Linked DNA regions of Zea mays: all the other regions are linked to region 3. Evidence: chromatin contacts called from public Hi-C data. All regions are on one chromosome and are shown on one strand. Each heading gives the region's core, a stretch centred on a gene start, on an enhancer-like site or on the middle of the called end of the contact. The rest is flanking DNA. Distances are from core to core; before and after follow the strand shown.

What was found. A called contact is a pair of places that touch in the nucleus more often than the background predicts.
Region 1: a Hi-C map of tassel shows a contact between it and region 3, with 9 times the contacts expected there. The contact joins the promoter of LOC103633361 here to the promoter of LOC100193474 in region 3. A contact is called at or near these places in 2 of 25 Hi-C or Micro-C datasets (ear and tassel).
Region 2: a Hi-C map of ear shows a contact between it and region 3, with 2.0 times the contacts expected there. The contact joins the promoter of LOC100381931 here to the promoter of LOC100193474 in region 3. A contact is called at or near these places in 2 of 25 Hi-C or Micro-C datasets (ear and tassel).

What each region holds. Positions count from the first base shown.
Region 1 is chr7:170,311,608-170,314,307 of Zm-B73-REFERENCE-NAM-5.0, reverse strand. LOC103633361 (putative zinc finger CCCH domain-containing protein 51) reads left to right here and starts at 1,269. Exons shown (of 8, transcript XM_035961139.1): 1 at 1,269-1,457; 2 at 2,358-2,700. The coding sequence starts at 2,368.
Region 2 is chr7:169,969,576-169,972,275 of Zm-B73-REFERENCE-NAM-5.0, reverse strand. It overlaps LOC100381931 (Putative polyol transporter 1), which reads right to left and starts at 1,359. Exons shown (of 2, transcript NM_001174706.1): 1 at 1,194-1,359; 2 at 1-1,102. The coding sequence starts at 1,305.
Region 3 is chr7:170,139,357-170,142,056 of Zm-B73-REFERENCE-NAM-5.0, reverse strand. LOC100193474 (proton myo-inositol cotransporter) reads left to right here and starts at 1,315. Exons shown (of 2, transcript NM_001138590.1): 1 at 1,315-1,465; 2 at 1,572-2,700. The coding sequence starts at 1,354.

The sequences.
Region 1 (2,700 bases), core at 20-2,519, 170 kb before region 3:
CATATTAGGGGAAATTCAAATTTATAATTACTTATATGAATATTACGTTGAAAGTATGACATTTTATTTGATAGCTGTGGCCCGTGGATGATATCAAAGACACCACGTTAGGTTGAAGAGTTAGATATAACCGAGTCCATCCGTTTCAACATATACATGTTTTCTAAACGTGGAATATTTCTGCAATATGTTGTATCTTTACAGGGCCGGTCCTGAGGTTTCATGGACCCGGGGCGAAACCAAAAATTAGGGCCCTCAAAAAATTTTGACGGATAAAAGTCTATAATATATATACTTTCTTCTAAGTACATAAGCAAATTTTTGAATGATAAAAAACTATAATATATCAAAACAACTTCAAATCTTTGTACATATTATTTCAAAAATTTCTTTTAATGTTTCTTGATGCGAAGTAATTGATAATAATGTTGCTATCAGCCTCGTCTAATAATTTTTTCTCAATGTATAATGTAGCCAATCCGTTGAGACGATCTTGAGACATTGTTGACCTTAGTAGTTCTTCAACAATTTTAACTTTAAAAAGCTTCTCTAAGCCGATGCCACGGTCACAAGCACAGTAAATAATATCCAATAAGCGATTGAAATATTTGGATACAAATCTATTTGCCAAACATACTAAAAAAATCTCCATAAAAGACATTGGTATTTCAGGCAAACTTAACTTCAAAACCTTCAACTCAGATAGTAGATCATTTAACTCAACGTCAAAACTGTCCTGCGAAGAGAGACAAGTGGAACAACCGTACTAAACACAACACCTAAGATTATATATACATGTATATTACTTGGGGCCCTTCCAAAATCAGAGGCCCGGTGCGGCGGCTCTACTTGCCCCCTCCAGGACCGGCCCTGTATCTTTATGCTATAAAAAACGACCAAACTTATACGTTCACGAGTCCAACGCTCCTCTCCTCATTTGTGTCAGTCTCTGCTATTCTGTTTCACTCTGAAAACATCCAACTAGAATCTGAAACCAAACATTTACCGTCCATCTCAAATCATGGGTGATGTTTGAAGTGACAAGACGTCCCAGTGTTGAGATCCAAGAAGCATAGGGTGATAAATTGAGCCAAAAGAAGGCTAAGAATCAGAATATAAAGTTGAAGATATGAAATGATTAGTCTAGAGTGAAATTGGAACCAAAATACAATTTTAATAAAGACCAAAAAATGTTCATAAACGAAAATACGAAATTGAGGCCAAAACAGAAATCGAAGCAAGGCCGGGCGACCATATAAACCCTCGGCCGCAGGCCACCCGCCCGCCCCGCTCTACCTCCCAAGTCCCAACGAACCTTGCGGCCGGGGAATATCATTTATCGCCCGAGTCTGCAGGGGTGGGGACGTGGTGTACATCATTGCTGGTCATGCCCCAACAATCCCCCCTGTGTTCGTTGGTGTCGCGGGTGTTGTTGTTCCGAGATGGAGGAAAACGAGGTTAGTGCATTGGGACTACGAAAACCCCCTTTACGCTCCCTTGCCGTTTGCACCTCAGTTCTTGCGGCGGTTCTTGGAGAATCTGGAACAACAGGAGAGGTTTTAGTCGGTTTTTGGGTTTTGGAAGCGGATTCCTGAAGACATGGCGATTCTTGGTGGGGGATATGGTGGGTTGTCTCATCTTTTCTTTGTTGCGGAAGCTTGTGGGCGATTTGACACGCTTCACGGAGTAGGTTTCTGTGAGCTTTGATTCGCTTCTTGGAAACTGCGGTTCTTGATAATTGGTTCCTTCAGGCATGTCAGATATTTCGTTGGCGAATAGAATTGCTGATTCTGCTAGTCAGGACCAAATCCGTTAGTTTGTTCGTTCAAATATTTGGAGATTGGAATACGAAGTGGGGAAATGCGAGTTGTTGGAAAAGAACAGTCCTTAAGGGTATGTTCTGGCATGCTCGAGATTTTGGTGGGTCTGATGGAGATTAGAGTTGCGATTGACAATTCTGCTAGTAAATACCAAATCCCCTGTTTGAATTTGGAATTGCAAAATGGGTAAAAGACGAATTCACTGTTGTTCCGCATTGCTGCCGTGGCACTGCTTTACTCCTTTCGACTTCTGGCAAAGAATCGCCAACACTTGCTAACTAAGGCCAAATATGTTTGGAGTTCGTTAAGTTTGGAATCACGAAATGGGGGGTGGGGGGGTACAGATTTAGGCAGATGCTACTTCATTTCTAGTAGAGAATGATGCAATATTTTCGTTCTCACGTGCACTACTAACCCCCATTGCTGCCGTGGTACTGGTTTACATCGTGTTCATTCAACTTTTCACAAAACTCGCCTACTTTTGCATTTCCTTAATCTTGCTGTGCAATGAGTCCCAGTACCTTGTTCTTGTTGAAGGAAACAAAAAATGGATATAGAGGAGTGCAGGACGAGGTTGCAGGATAAGGTCCGCCTACTTCATCCAAAGAATGCCGAAGGGATCGTTGACTACATGATTGCAAACACACCACTTGAGAATATCAGATCATATTTGTTGACTGCCACAGATAATGTACTAATGAACCTATTTGAGGGTGCAAACCGCCTGCAAAATATCCTGAATTTGTCCGAGGAAAATGAGCCCCTATTTGGTCTATTCACCCCCTTTGATCAGATTGGACCACAGAAGCAGCACCAGTTTTCTTCAAGAAACCATTCTCAGGTCCTTCAGGCTCCATTGTACCCCATTGGCCCAAGTGGA
Region 2 (2,700 bases), core at 110-2,609, 170 kb after region 3:
CCCGTGATGGGCCCGAGGCCGATAGAGAAGAAGGCGACGAAGGCCAGGGTGGACGCGATGCACAGAGCGACGACCGACGGGATCTTGGCGTCCGGGTGATGCCCCACGACGGTGAGCGCCGTCCCGAGGCTGATGAGCGAGATGACCATTCCACCCGTGCTGGTCAGTAGCAGAGGCCGACGCCCCACGCGGTCCAACAGGAACGTGGCCACCAGGATGAAGAGCGTCTTGGTGACGCCCACGGCGCAGGTGACGCCCAGGAGCTTGTTGTCGCCGGTGATTCCCGCGCTCCTGAACACGCTAGGGCTGTACAGCACGACAGAATCGCAGCCAGAAGCCTGCTGGAAGAAGTGCAGGCCGACGGCCGATAGCAATATGCGTCGGATCGCCGGGGTCGGGGACAAGATGAGGTCCTTCCACACCTGCATCTCACCGCTGTTTCGCTCCTTGGGTACGGTGACCACGTCTCCGTCGAGGTCCTTCGGAATCCCCGCGGCAACCTTGATGTCAGCCAGCCGCTCTGCGGCCTCCTCTGGCGAGGCGGAGGTCTTCTCTAGCACCGCCCTGGCGTCCGCGAGGCGGCCCTTCATGACAAGCCACCGAGGCGACTCGGGCATGCAGAAAACCAGGAGCGCGAGCAGGGCGGACGGCGCCGCGCCGATGCCGAGCATAACACGCCAGCCGAGGTGGAGCGGGAGGCCCGCAAATGCGTAGTTCGACAGGTAGCCGAGCAGGATGCCGAGGTTGATGAAGACTTCAGGGAAGGACGTGAGGAAGCCGCGGGACGCCGCCGGCGAGATCTCGGCGGTGTACACGGGCGCGATCATGCCCCCGTAGCCCACGCCAACTCCGGCCACGAAGCGGCCCACCATGAGCATGCCGTAGTTGACGGAGAAGCCCATGAGCAACGCGCCCACGAAAAAGATGACCGCGGCGAAGACGACGGTCAAGCGGCGGCCGATCCTGTCGGACGTCCGCGCGCCAGCGAAGGATCCGATGAGCGAGTAGAGACTGATGATGCCTATCAGGATCTCCAGCTGCACGTCCGTGATCTTCAGGTCCTTCTTGATGTAAATCGCCGCTCCACTCATCACACCAATGTCTACAGAGTTGGTGAACAGTACACAGAGTCACATACGAATTCTTGGAAAGAGAAATGAAAGGAGATGTTTCGACAACGGAAGAATGGCTACCGTAGCCAAGGATGACGCAGGCCATGGAGGCCATGATGGCACAGACGGAAGCATACTTGACGTTGCTCTTCTTCCCGGGCTCCATGGCCTCTGCGAGGTCGGCGGAAGCCATCGTTAACTTAACGGCTACCTCTTTGATCTCTGATCAGAGTTCAGAGACAAGGCGTGGGGTGTTGTGATTTGCTCAAGGAGACGCATATATATAGAGTAGACAAAGAGCAATGGGCTAACGCGTCTGATACACTGTTTTATTTAGCCCATATACAGGCCGCATAAAGGTCACACAGTTTTACTATATCTGTTTAGAGATGGCAATAGGGACCGATCCCCGATTCCCCGCGAGGAATTCCACTATTAGGGGACGGGTATGGAACTAATTTAGTCCCCGCGGGATCTAAATGGGGGAAATTTAATCCCCGTCGGGTTCGCGGGGACGAGAAACCATCCCCCATCCCCGTTCCCCGTGTACCCACCCCATGAAACTTTTTTATTCAAGTTAGTCAATTTATTTGTTAGAATTACAGTAAAAACTCAATGTATGACATGTTATAAAATAGCAAACTAAACTCTAAAGTAGATGTCTCTTATAATTTTCAATCTTGTTTGTTAAATTTATATTAATTTGATACAATTAATTTAAATTTATCTTTAAATATTGTACTTTTAGTGGGGGCAGATTCCCCGCGGGGTTCCTCACGGGGATAAATTCCCCGACGGGGACGGGGATGGGAGAAAAAAGCTTTCCCGTAAGCTCGTGGGGACAGGGACAGAGAATTTTCCTCCCCGCGGGGACAGGGATGGAGAGCCATTCCCCGACGGGGAAATCCCCGTTGCCATCCCTGTATCTATTGTACTATATCTCTAATCAGAGTTCAGAGACATAGCTAATTGTTAACTAACTCGTAACTAACGATTAGTTTATTATTTTACTTAACTTAGTTAATAATTTATTAACTGACTAATTAAACATGGCCTAATAAATAGCAAAACATTATAACCGTTTAGTCTGTTTACGTTTAGACTGTACGGGTTTTATTGATACCGGATATTTGGTCCTTCCAGTCTCAACTCATGGCGATAGCGTTGGACTGTGACTTGAGCAACAGGCAGGTCGGCTGATTTTCTCAACAACTCATGGCTGATTTTCAAAAACGTTTAACAACAAAACTTGCATGTATAAGTTGTTATAAAATCGTGCTAGAAACACTGCGTATTCAAAAGTTACCATTTCTGAAAAGACCGCGCAAAAGTTATATTGAAAAGGTTACGTTGAAGTATGTTAGCAAAAGTTATGTGTACTCACATAGAAAAGGACAAAAGGTTATACAAAAGGTTATATGATGAAAAGGCACTACCCTAAATTTTGTCCATCAAGGGTTATACACTTTTTTTTAGTCTGTTTGTGATAGCTCTAATACTCTATGATCTAGAAAAGTGAATCTAGACCTAGAATTCACATCATGGAACAACTCTACGGTTCAGCCATTAGCACAACTGAAATAAATAA
Region 3 (2,700 bases), core at 66-2,565:
CTGGAGAGGATTGGAGGGGCTAAATTCCTATCCTTATTCAAAATTGAATAAGAAGGGGAATTTAGCCCCTCCAATCCTCTCCGGGTTTATAGCTCCCAAACTAGCCCTAAGTTTCGTAGGATACCGCGGGAAAATTTTTATGTCGTAGGAACAGATATGCTCAGCTGTTCGCCGACGTGGTCCCTAGCGCAGCGTGCTCCATTCCGAGATGAAGGCTGGCCTGCGCGCGTTCTTCGACCTCGATGACGCCAAATGCTGCAACAGCAACGTCATCACCGGCTGCGGCACGTCGCGCCCAGCTCCACCAACCCCGCTCTACGAGGCCTACGGGCTCCTCAACGCCGCCGCGCCCGTCGACGTCGACGCTTTTTGCGCGCTCGTCGACGCGCCGCCAGGCCGCCACACGTCAGCTTTTTCCACGCCACGAGAGTTGGGCGGAGCAGCACTCGTATTTTAACCCTTAATTTTACATCTAAATTAGTAGTTATTATTATTATTATTTTAAAACTAAATTATCTTCTTAAATCTACATCTAAGTTACTAATATTATCATTAAAAATATTTAAATAATCATAAAACATATAATCTAATAATGTTTATATTAATAGATTAAATATTGACGAAAATAAACACAAACATTGTACCATCATACAAATCAAGTAAACGGACAGTGGTGGAGCTAACGGCCCCACAGAGGCCATGGTTCTCCAAATTATAACATTTAAATTGTTATTTATATTTGATGAAAGAATATAACAAAATTATCGTTATATATATTAATATCTTTCTACTTTCTCAGTCTAAAAAATATCGTTCTTATTTTTGCGAAGTTAAATATTTTATCTCCAATCAAACATTTATAAAAAATATTAATATTAATATATTTTTATTAAATATTAGATAGAACATTTCATATACTTTTATAATAAACTTATATATATATATATATATATATATATATATATATATATATATATATATATATATATATATATATAGTCTATTACATCGTAAGAATTAATAGATGGTTGTGGTTGGCACTGGAAAAGAACGTAGCGCGCGTATGTAGGGCCTGGGAAGAACGCATGGATCTGTAATGATTTGTACCGTGTTTTTTCTTTCCAGAAAACAAAGATTCGTGCAGGCGTGGAGCAGCTGAACTGCTTAGTTATTTTTTGACGGTGTAAAGGTCACGTCACCGTTGGCGAGATGGGGCCCTAAAATGGTCGTGTTCATATCTTCAATCATTGCTGTGTCTATATATACGCGTTCAGCGCGAGACTACAAGAGGCAGGCAAAGGCACTGCACGCCACCTTATCTCTAGCCGGAGATCAAAGAAGTAGCCGTTAACGATGGCTTCCGACGAGCTCGCAAAGGCCGTCGAGCCCAGGAAGAAGGGCAACGTCAAGTATGCCTCCATATGTGCCATCCTGGCCTCCATGGCCTCTGTCATCCTTGGCTATGGTACCCACGCACCCTTTCGTTTACTGTCAAAATATTTTCCTTTTTTTTGCTTTTAAGAGTTCGTAGGTGAAGTTTTTTTTTGTGATGCTGTTCACCAACGCTGTAGACATTGGGGTGATGAGTGGAGCGGCCATGTACATCAAGAAGGACCTGAATATCACGGACGTGCAGCTGGAGATCCTGATCGGGATCCTCAGTCTCTACTCGCTGTTCGGATCCTTCGCTGGCGCGCGGACGTCCGACAGGATCGGGCGCCGCTTGACCGTCGTGTTCGCCGCTGTCATCTTCTTCGTGGGCTCGTTGCTCATGGGTTTCGCCGTCAACTACGGCATGCTCATGGCGGGCCGCTTCGTGGCCGGAGTCGGTGTGGGCTACGGGGGCATGATCGCGCCCGTGTACACGGCCGAGATCTCGCCGGCGGCGTCCCGTGGCTTCCTGACCACCTTCCCGGAGGTGTTCATCAACATCGGCATCCTGCTTGGCTACCTGTCCAACTTCGCGTTCGCGCGCCTCCCGCTCCACCTCGGCTGGCGCGTCATGCTCGCCATTGGCGCAGTTCCGTCCGGCCTGCTCGCGCTCCTGGTGTTCTGCATGCCCGAGTCGCCTCGGTGGCTGGTCTTGAAGGGCCGCCTCGCGGACGCCAGGGCTGTGCTAGAGAAGACCTCTGCCACGCCAGAGGAGGCCGCCGAGCGGCTGGCCGACATCAAGGCCGCGGCGGGGATTCCGAAGGGCCTCGACGGGGACGTGGTCACCGTACCCAACAAGGAGCAAGGCGGCGGTGAGTTGCAGGTGTGGAAGCAGCTCATCCTGTCCCCGACCCCGGCGGTCCGACGCATCCTGCTCTCGGCCGTGGGTCTCCACTTCTTCCAGCAGGCTTCTGGCAGCGACTCCGTCGTCCAGTACAGCGCCCGCCTGTTCAAGAGCGCGGGGATCACCGACGACAACAAGCTCCTGGGCGTCACCTGCGCGGTGGGCGTGACCAAGACGTTCTTCATCCTGGTGGCCACGTTCCTGCTGGACCGCGCGGGGCGTCGGCCTCTGCTGCTGATCAGCACGGGCGGGATGATCGTCTCGCTCATCTGCCTCGGGTCGGGGCTCACCGTCGCGGGGCATCACCCGGACACCAAGGTCGCGTGGGCCGTCGCCCTGTGCATCGCGTCCACCCTGTCCTACATCGCCTTCTTCTCCATCGGCCTCGGGCCCATCACGGGCGTGTACACCTCGGAAATATTCCC